3 separate regions of the Mus musculus genome follow, and regions 2 and 3 are each linked to region 1. A link is a contact called in public Hi-C and promoter capture Hi-C data. All regions are on one chromosome and are shown on one strand. The core of a region is the stretch at or near the end of the contact, and the rest is flanking DNA. Distances in the headings are between cores, read along the strand shown.

Region 1 (3,210 bases), core at 228-2,727:
TTGTACTGCCCTAAGTGACAACGCTGTTATAGGTAGTTTTAATGTAAACTCTTGGTTCTTCTTGGACAGTCACTATTCCTAGGAATGTCAAACAGTATGCACTTAGTGTTGGTTAGTAGGCCTATTTTTTTCTAAGATTTACTTATTATTATATGTAAGTAGCTGACTTCAGACACACCAGAAGAGGTAATCAGATCTCATTATGGGTGGTTGTGAGCCACCATGTGGTTGCTGGGATTTGAACTTAGGACCTTCAGAAGAGCAGTCAGCGCTCTTACCCGTTGAGCCATCTCACCAGCCCCCCTAGTAGGCCCATTTTTATTAGTGTTAGGGGAATGGTAAGTATACAGTCGGTTCTGGGAAAACTTATATCCTGTGGTGAAACAGCGACAGCAGCACAAACTTTAACGAATTCCAATTACAGACAATAAATGTAAAAAACAAAACAAAAAAAAAAAAAAAACAAAACTCCCCATCCCCAGCTGTTGGTAATTATGCTCGATGGTACATTGAATAATTAAGAGGTGGTAGAAAAAAAGTCAGTTATAATGGGTGTTTATAAACTTGGTAAGGAAGAAAATTTAGACTGTGTTGGGGGTACAGTAGGTTATGAAGAAAAAAGTACCCCAAGATTTGAAGGAATTAAGCATTACCAGTTTTTATTCACGCAACACTGTGGAACCCGTTTATCATTAGCTTTTACCTGAAATGGCAATGAAGTCGTTTCTGAGTTTGCAAAAGGGTGGAAAGACATTTGTATTGTTGAGTAGATTATTTTTACTTGTACATTAGTGTGCAGAAGAATAAAGGCAGTTGTAAGGAGGAATAGTTATGCAAGACTGATGCAAAATGCTAACAGCCTATCTGTAAAATACGCGCACTTCTGACAGCTCCATCCAGGAGTGAAATGTGCTGCGGATCTGAGAAAGCACGACACAGTCGATATTTGTGTTGAACGTGGATTTAAAAATGTATTCCCCTCTTTTCAGCGTTTTCCCAGACTCAATAACGAAGTCAGCCAGTTCCAGTCTGGGGACACAGGAAGAGCTTCCAGCACAAGGAGTTTAGCAGAAGATCCACAGGTTGGCATACCTGTGGATGCCAACATCGGTCGTTCCTATATGATCTCAGCACAAAGACTAACGCCTCCCACTTTCATCTGTGGAAGACAAACCCTAAAACTGGACTCTATCCGTATTAAGAGGAGCTTTTGAATATTTAAGCTTGTACGACGTAGCTTTGACATCCATTGTTCCTTCAGACTGTAAACAATGGCTCAAAGCCTTCTCACAAGACAAGCTACTTTCCGGGTAGTCTGGTTGTCCACTGACTTCACCAGAGCGTATGAAGAGGGCTGCAAGACTTCACGCCTCTCCATTGCGGGTGGCGTTTGCTTTCCATTGTGATTCTGGGTCCGGCGGCAGGCGCGGCAGGGCGGAGCCAAGTGGTAAGGATAGCTTCGGAGGTCCGGAGGCTAGACGGGCCGCTGCGAGAAGTCGCTCTGGCTCGCCTTCCGCTCTCTATGGTCGGGAGCGCGAGCCCCTCCTCTTCCCGGAACGAGCCCTCTTGCTCGACGCGCGCGCAGCGCTAGGAGGGAGTTCCGTTTCCGGTCTGGTGGCTTTCGATTTTTGGCGTTCAGTAGTCGCGGTTGGTGGGTAACAACCGAGCCAAGATGTTGCGGAATCTGCTGGTAGGTAGCTTTGGGGGTTTGGCTGGTACTGGAGTGTCGGGGCGGAGGGTCAGGCATCCTGACAGAAAGGCGTGCTGGAAATGTGGCAGAAGACAGCAGCCGGAGTCACCTTGGCCGCGCGTCCTTTTCCCTGACCTTCCGTCCACTCGCCCCTGGCTGTTTCTGGGTAGTCGTAGAGGGAAGAGCAGGATCGCATTTGGTTCTTGGTCACTACAGCTTACCGTTGCTTATGGCTATGACTGTAGCTCTGACGTAGGCTCCAGTGGGGGGATCTTGGACACCTGGAAAACCTAGGTGGAAGGTGGCTTTTTGTTGTCATTTTGTTTTGTATCATAGTGAAAAGATAAAATTTTACCTGATTCAAAGAAGTAAGCCAAAGAACTAAATTGTACAGTTTTAGTTGGGATTTAATGGGTTTCATGATTGAAGTGTAATGACGATTCAGAATTACCTTTAACACTTGGTGAATATTTCTCCAAAATTTAAAAAGGTGTGTTTTGATTTTATTTTGTAATCGTTTAACACAATTAAGACTTAACACCAATTACATTTTTCTTAGATGTCCAGGAGTGTTCTAGCATGTGCCCTCCACTGCAAAGTAATTTTTCAGTGCCTTGGCTATCCTGGAACTAAATCTGTAGACTAGCATGGCCTCTGCCTCCCTAGTGCTGCGATTAAAGTCTTGAGCCTCCACTACCCTGCCAGGAATAGATTTTTGACATAGGCAAATATTAAATGAAAATGTTAGAACTTATAAGATGTCTATATCATTTATTTTTCTGTATATCAGCATGTTTTGTTCTATAAAATACTACTGATTAATTTCAGGCACAGGTTATATATAGGTCATGGTTTCTGAAGACTATGATATGTAACATGAAGCACAGAGCAGAGAATAGACAACATGTAGAAAATCTGGATGCTAGTCTTGGATAGTACTGACAAGTTCGATAATGCTTTAAATCTCAGCTTCCTTTCAGTGTGAAGGGTTGGAAGTTGCCTTTACAGGTTTCTTTGGACTCTTAGGTCTTGTTCGATGCATGTGAATTTTCTGTTTCAGGCCCTTCGTCAGATTGCCCAGAGGACCATCAGCACCACTTCACGAAGGCATTTTGAAAACAAGGTTCCAGAGAAACAAAAGCTGTTTCAGGTACTGAAGTGTTCTATGTGATTGTTAATTGTAACAGAGCTGGCACGGTAGAGTAAGTCCAGAGGATCTGCTTCTTAGAGGCTCTCAAGGTTTTTTTTTTTTTTTTTTTTTTTTTTTTATCGTAAGGAGGATTATTTGCTGTGTCTAAGAGGTGCTCAGGGAGGTGGGAAAAATGCAGAAGCCAGTGAATTGTGTGTGTGATTTGATGAATTGGTAATCTTTGGGGGAATAATTGCATAAACCATAAAAAAGAGTCCAGAAACAAAAAATAAGCAGGAATTGTTACAGGGTGTAGCATACCTGCAGGGAAGAGTACAGTAAATAATTTTAAGTGGGGAAGGCTTCTAAGGAAACATCAAAAGACACCCCC
Region 2 (3,210 bases), core at 299-2,798, 320 kb before region 1:
AAGACCCTGTGCTCAGTCCAATGGAGGCTGTGAGCATCCACATCTGTATTTGTCAGGCACTGGCAGAGCCTCTCAGGAGACAGCTGTATCAGGTTCCTGTCAGCAAGCTCTTGTTGGCATCCACAATAGTGTCTGGGTTTGGTGATTGTGTATGGGATGGATCCCCAGGTGGGGCAGTCTCTGGATGGTCTTTCCTTCAGTCTCTGCTCTATACTTTGTCTCTGTAACTCCTCCCATGGATATTTTGTTTCCCCTTCTAAGAAGGATTAAAGTAACCACACTTTGGTCTTCCTTCTTCTTGAGTTTCATGTGGTTTGTGGATTGTATCTTGAGTATTCAGTCAGTCAGTTTCTGTGTCTGTCTTTCTCTCCTCCATTATCTTCCTCCTTGTCAGTTTGTCAAAGAAAGGAATATGTGTAAGTTTAAATATGGAGTCAATACTGAAAGGTGACTGGTGGCTGCGAGTGCTCAAAGGAAACCTCTTGCTCGGCATGAGACAACAGGAAAGGCCCCGAGTACAAGATCTCAGCCACCAAAGTCTCACATTGTAAAATCTCAAAACTTACCCTATAGCCTGAACTCAGAGCACAGCTCAAAGGAGGCCTACCACCTAGGGAAGTGTTTCGCTAGAGTCAGCCTGGAAAGCATACAGAGGCTGACATAACTGTGGTCCAAAGGGGCAAGAGGCCATCTGAAGCTGGCAACAGAACTTGACATTGTCCATGTTCTGTTCACCCAGTAGTTTTTCAGGCATGCTTTCAAAGATTCAAGATTGAGTGGGTCATGGAGTCTACGTCCATGGTTCCAGAGAGCCACAAAACCCACACAATGTGAGGGAGTATCAGAGACCTGGCCCCTGGGGGAAGCTGTGAAAGTGATGCCTAGGTTGCAGTGGAGACCAAAGAATATTGCAGATGTCAGGACCATCAACATCCACCAACCAAAAGCTGTGGGTAAGGAACAGAGCTGGCTACAGAGGGGTTATGTCTGCTGTGTGCAGGAGATAGGTAGAGATGGGGCTATTTAGAAGCCAGCTGATACTACCACTAGTTATAGAAGCAGGACATGGAACTGCAGGATTTGGAGTTTACCCTGCTAGATTTCAGTCTTGCTCTAATCTGACTTTTCCTTGGTATACACCCACATCTCCATTTTGGAATAGAAATGTTTATTCTGTGCCATTCTATGTTGGAAGTATGTAACTTAAAATAAAAACTATATGGGGGGGGGTTCACAGATACAGGGTTTGTTACCTGAATATCAGAAGAGACTTAGTATATACTATTGTATGGTATCGGGAACTGTTAATGACTATGTGGGCATTGCACTGTACATCACGAGAGCTATAAGCCTATGGAAGCCTGGGGTAAACTTTTATGATCTGAATGAAAACGTCCCCCATAGGTTCATATGTTTGAATACTTGATTCCTAGCTCTTTGGCACTGTTTGGAAAGGCTAAAGAATCATTAGGAGGCAGCATACTGCTGGAGGAAGTAGGTCACTGGGGCAGGTCTTGAGGTTACATAGCCAAGCCCCACTTCCTGCTCTCACTGCTTCCTGAACATGATGAAATCTCCCAGACTGTAAGACAAAATAAGCCCTTCTTTAAAGTGCTTCTCTCTATTCCCTTCCCTTTCCTTCCCTCCCCACTCTTCTCTCTTTCTTTGACAGGGTCTAGTTGTAGCCTATGCTACTTTACACTGCCTAGGTAGCTGTGAACCATCTTGATCTTTTTCTGACCATATCATCTCTACCTCTAGAGTGCTGGAATCACAGATATGCATCAATGTGTACAGCTTTTGTGGTGCTAAGGATGTAACACAATGCTTGCTGCATGCTAAGCAGAATCTTAAAATCCTCAAAAGTCCCTGAGTATTTACATGTCAACATACAGCTATAAATAACACTGATAATTATCAGTAGAACAATATAGCCACTGTACTCCAGTGAAATTATGGTTAAAAAGGTTAAGGAAAGATTTCCATTAATTAACAAAATTATTTAAGAAATTAAACAGTTTCTTCCAGTAGTGGGAATCAAACCTATGCCTTATGCATGCTTGGCAAGTATTCTACCACTAAGCTATTCCTCCAGCTCAATACATACATTTTCTTCGTCTATATTCTCCACCAAAATGACAATGTTGTAAGGACAAGATAATAGTGGATAAAAGATGCAACAAAAGTAGCAAAAGGGGACTGGAGAGATTGCTCAATGGGTAAAGAATATTTGCTATTTGCTGCTCTTCTAAAGGATTTGAATTTAGTTCCTAGCACCCACATCAGCTGGCTCATAACCACCAGTAACTTCAGGGGACCCAATATCCTCTTCTGTTATACACACACACTCTTAAAATTTTTAAAGAAGCAAAAGATAAAATCTTAATGATAGGTAGTGTGGAGGTTTGAATATGCTTGGCCCATGGGAAGTGACACTATTAGAAGGTGTAGCCTTGTTGAAAGAAGTCTATCATAGTGGGAGTGGGGTTTGATATCAAGCTTTGCTGGGGGCTGAAGAGAAAGTCTCCTCCTAGCTGCCTTCTGATCAAGATGCAGAACACTCAGCTCCTCCAACACCACATTTGCCTGGATGCTGCCATGCTTCCTCCCATGACGATAATGGACAAACCACTGAAACTGTTTAAGCAAGCACCAATTGAAAATTGTCCTTCAGAAGAGTTGCCTCGGTCATGGTGTCTCTGCACAGCAACGGAAACCCTAAGACAGGCAGGAAGTAATTTAGTTGAATCCGAAGGAGGGCAAAGGAGGTTTATGGGATAGTTTGGAGGGGGGAAATGATGTGATTATAATCTCAAAAAATAAAAAAATTATTAAAACTAATTGTTTTAATGGGTTATTTTCCATCTAAAAAATCCAACCAGGCCGGGCAGTGGTAGTGCACGCCTTTAATCCCAGCTCTTGGGAGGCAGAGGCAGGCGGGTTTCTGGGTATGAGACCAGCCTGATCTACAGAGTGAGTTCCAGGACAGCAAGGGATACACAGAAAAACACTGTCTGGAAAAAAACAAAACAACAAAAACAAAATTCAACCAAAGGCTATTCTCCAGAATATAGGATCCATACAGAACAACAGATACATAAACATACAGAAATCAGATATAAGTGTCTAGAGAAATGGCTGGGTGATTAAGTGCAGGTTCGGTTCCCAAAACCCACATAGGGCAGCTCACAAGCACCTGTAACTCCAACT
Region 3 (3,210 bases), core at 200-2,699, 260 kb before region 1:
TTAAAATATATAATACTTTTGGATATATATATATATAATTATATATAACACGATATAACTATATAACTATGTAACTATGTAATTATATAACTATATAACTATATATATATATATATATATATATATATATATATATATATATATATACACACACACACACACACACACACACACTATTGGATGGCTCAATAGGTTAAAACAAACAAACAAAACCAAAAACAACCCAAACCAAACAAAAACAACAAAAAAAACCCCATGCTTGCTGCAACAAATCTGACAACTACAGTTCAGTTCCTGGAAGCCACTGTGGAAAGAGAGAACCAATTTCTAAAAGTGGACACCTGACCTTCACATACTCACTGTAGCATGTATGTGAAGCCCCTGTCCAGACCCCACGCAGTAAAATAATGAAAACATTAAAATTATGTGAAATGTATTGGGAATCGTGGCGCATGTCTTTAATCCCAGTGCTGGGGAAGCTCAGGTGGAGGTCTCTCTGAGTGCAGGGATAGCCTGGTTACATCATCAGTTCTGAGCCAGCCAGGGACCCAGGGCGAGCCCATGTCAAAAAAATACTATGTGAACTGCTTGCTTTAAAGCTTTGTAAATCTCTTATATTTTGGTAAAACAAACAAATAACTGAACCTAGAGCTTTAGTGTCAAACTACTGTCTGAATTTATATAGTACTACATACCATGAAGGGCCTAAGAATTTCATCACAAATTTCTGAAGAGCGGGAGTATAAAAGGCAACCAATTCTGAAGTGTTTATTCTAGGATGCGGAACTTTGGGAGTGGATTTGGTTCTGGCACACCAATCTGGAAAGAATGCACACAACAGTTTAACACATTGGCAGACTGCTGAGTTTTGATGGACTTACCCAACCCCCAGCCCCCAACCCCACTGACTTGCTGATTGGAGCCTTCATCTACCTTATGAAGTGTTACATCCAGGAACATGCTTAATAACGGAAGCTTAGGGGGCCGAAACAAGAGAATCAAAAGTAAGACAGACCAGAGCTATATCATGAATTCAAGACTATTCTAAGCAAGATACTAGCAATAACAACAAAACACAAAAGGGCAGAGCATGTGCTTGCCTAGCTTGTATAATATGTGCAAAGCCCTGGGCACAACCCCCAGCACTGAAAAATAATGACAGCGCTTTATCCTTCTGTTCTGTGCAATCTGCCTGGAGAGCAGACTTTCTCCCTTTATCTCGCGATCTCTGTTTTCCCAGAGTCATCATCTGTGCTTTATTTTGGCTGTGTGTGTCCTTGCAATGCAGAGTGCAGAGCAAAGCTGGCCTGCTGGCTGTGGCCAGCCAAGCTGCCCCTCCTGGACGGTGAGAATAGGGTGAGAGGGAGACGAAGGGCCTGGAGACAGACACACTCTAAACAGCCAGACCTCCCAGCTATGCCCTTGTGGCCTAGGCTGGCTCGGACTCACCATGTAACAGAGGTGACCTTGAACTGATCTTCCTCCCGCGTGCTGGGACTGTAGATCTGTGAGTGCCACTATGCCCAGCTTCTAAGTTTTTACAGATTCTTTTTCTAGTTTTCTGTAATTTATATTGATTTTATATGTCCTTTTAAAAATAGAAAACCACACTCTTCATTTACTAAGAGGGGAAGCTTTGGTACGGTCATGTTATTTGGTGTCTATTTTAAAATTCTTCACTGTCATTGATTAAATAGCCGGCCAAGCATTGACTTGCAGCTTCTTGTGCTCCCTGCTCTGCTGTTATTCAGTCCTAACCAAGAACCCAGACTTTTCCTGACATCTATTGACTTTTGCTCAATAAAAGAAAAACAAAATTATCGGGCTAAGGAGATGGCATAGTGGGTAAAGTGCTTTCTGAGCAAGCATTAGGGCCAGAGTTCAAGTTCCCAGGTCCATGCAAAGCCAAGTACAATGGCCTGACGCTGTAATTTCTGTGCTCATGTGATGAACTGGGGGGATAGACACAAGAGAATCCTGGAAGCTCACAAGCCAGCCTGCAGCAGAAGAGCAAAGAGAGTCTGTCCTCTGAACTCCACTGCACACCGTGGTGCTCACACACCTGCAGTCACATGCATGGATGTCCACATGCACACTGTACTACGCAGAAAGATAAATTCTAGCGTCTCTTTGAGGCTACTATATACTAGACTTGAAGGTTCCCAGATAAAGTCCCAAGATTTATTCTTTCAGTTATATTAATTAAAGTTTTCAGAAATAATTAGAGCCGGATGATGGTGGCACATACCTTTAATCCCAGCATTTGGGAGGCAGAGGCAGACGGATTTCTTAGTTTGAGGCCAGCCTGGTCTACAAAGTGAGTTCCAGGATAGCCAGGGATATACAGAGAAACTCTGTCTCAAACAAAACAAAACAAACAAACAAACAACCCCAACCAAACAAAAAAAACCCAAAAAACCAAAAAGAAAAAAACAAGAAATAATTAGATTTGGGCACTTGCAGTTTCTGCAGGCCTCTCAACAGCCCACACCCACACCCAGAGCCCAGAGATGCTGAATCATCAGTGGTAGAAGGCATGCCAAATGCTTCCTGGAGTGCAAGCTGTCGGGGGTGGGGGTGGGGTGGGGGGATGATTCCTGAAGAAGTGTGGGCATAGAAGCTGCACCTGAAGCATGGTGGACAGATCTGGGCAGCTAAGAATGGAGACTGATGATGTGAGAGAAAGGGGATCATCACAGTGGGTGAGCTTAAGCTAATCTGAGTGTTGAAGGGCTCCATGCCTTTGCTGTGTCAGGTGGGGATGGGCACTTAAAGTGGCCAGTGTCCCATAAGTGTTACCTGCTGTCCAGCACTCCCAGGCCTGTGGGAGTGCAGCAAAGCTTGCTTAGTATGAATAATACCAAGGACGTATGGGGGAGGTATGTTTCATTTATTTTCACAGAGTGTGAAGACAATGAAATAGCTGAGTAAAAATAACACATTTAGTATAATCACTAACTTTTCTTGAATAGATTAATTTTTCAATTTAGATGACTATGATGAATATCACTACTTGATTTGATTCTTTTGTGCTTTTTTTTTCTTTTAAAGGCAGGGCCTCCTTATGCATCCCTTCCTGGCCTGGAACTCATAAAGCTCCATCTGCATGTGCCTCCCAAATGCTGGGTTGAAAGGCGTGTGCCATCAACTTTTTTCAAAAGATTTTTTATTTATAATGAAGTATACCTCTGTGTCTGTGGTAGGGTTGTG

The links. Promoter capture Hi-C pulls out the DNA fragments that hold promoters and counts their contacts. Hi-C and Micro-C count contacts between places; a contact is called where the count stands out from the background.
Region 2: a promoter capture Hi-C map of erythroid cells shows a contact between it and region 1, with 22 times the contacts expected there. The contact joins the enhancer-like site here to the promoter of Cox7a2 in region 1. A contact is called at or near these places in 5 of 39 promoter capture datasets (the C10 cell line, erythroid cells, hematopoietic stem and progenitor cells and 2 more), 1 of 484 Hi-C or Micro-C datasets (B cells), 5 of 115 datasets of contacts at active chromatin or transcription factors (bone marrow-derived macrophages, cardiomyocytes, craniofacial prominence and 2 more) and 3 of 9 other capture datasets (adipose tissue, liver and macrophages).
Region 3: a contact with region 1 is called in a Hi-C map of the N1E-115 cell line, with 4 times the contacts expected there. The contact joins the enhancer-like site here to the promoter of Cox7a2 in region 1. A contact is called at or near these places in 8 of 39 promoter capture datasets (the C10 cell line, the HPC-7 cell line, cranial neural crest and 3 more), 1 of 15 datasets of contacts at CTCF or cohesin (CD8 T cells), 4 of 484 Hi-C or Micro-C datasets (B cells, the N1E-115 cell line, cochlea and 1 more), 24 of 115 datasets of contacts at active chromatin or transcription factors (the 230-238 cell line, DN3 thymocytes, acute myeloid leukemia and 14 more) and 4 of 9 other capture datasets (adipose tissue, liver, macrophages and 1 more).

What each region holds. Positions count from the first base shown.
Region 1 is chr9:79,758,120-79,761,329 of GRCm38.p6, reverse strand. It overlaps Cox7a2 (cytochrome c oxidase subunit 7A2), which reads left to right and starts at 1,477. Exons shown (of 4, transcript NM_009945.3): 1 at 1,477-1,690; 2 at 2,751-2,840. The coding sequence starts at 1,673. It also overlaps the pseudogene Gm51685.
Region 2 is chr9:80,079,504-80,082,713 of GRCm38.p6, reverse strand. All of the region lies in intron 1 of Senp6 (SUMO/sentrin specific peptidase 6), which reads right to left. Among named protein-coding and RNA genes, the nearest start is that of Senp6, 14 kb to the right of the region's middle. Within about 2 kb of position 1,548, at least 118 of the 459 cell types and tissues checked have an H3K27ac peak or open chromatin away from gene starts, as enhancers often do. A contact at or near this core is called in B cells, bone marrow-derived macrophages, erythroid cells and 1 more, where this site is marked.
Region 3 is chr9:80,021,165-80,024,374 of GRCm38.p6, reverse strand. No RefSeq gene overlaps it. Among named protein-coding and RNA genes, the nearest start is that of Senp6, 44 kb to the left of the region's middle. Within about 2 kb of position 1,449, at least 17 of the 459 cell types and tissues checked have an H3K27ac peak or open chromatin away from gene starts, as enhancers often do. A contact at or near this core is called in the N1E-115 cell line, where this site is marked.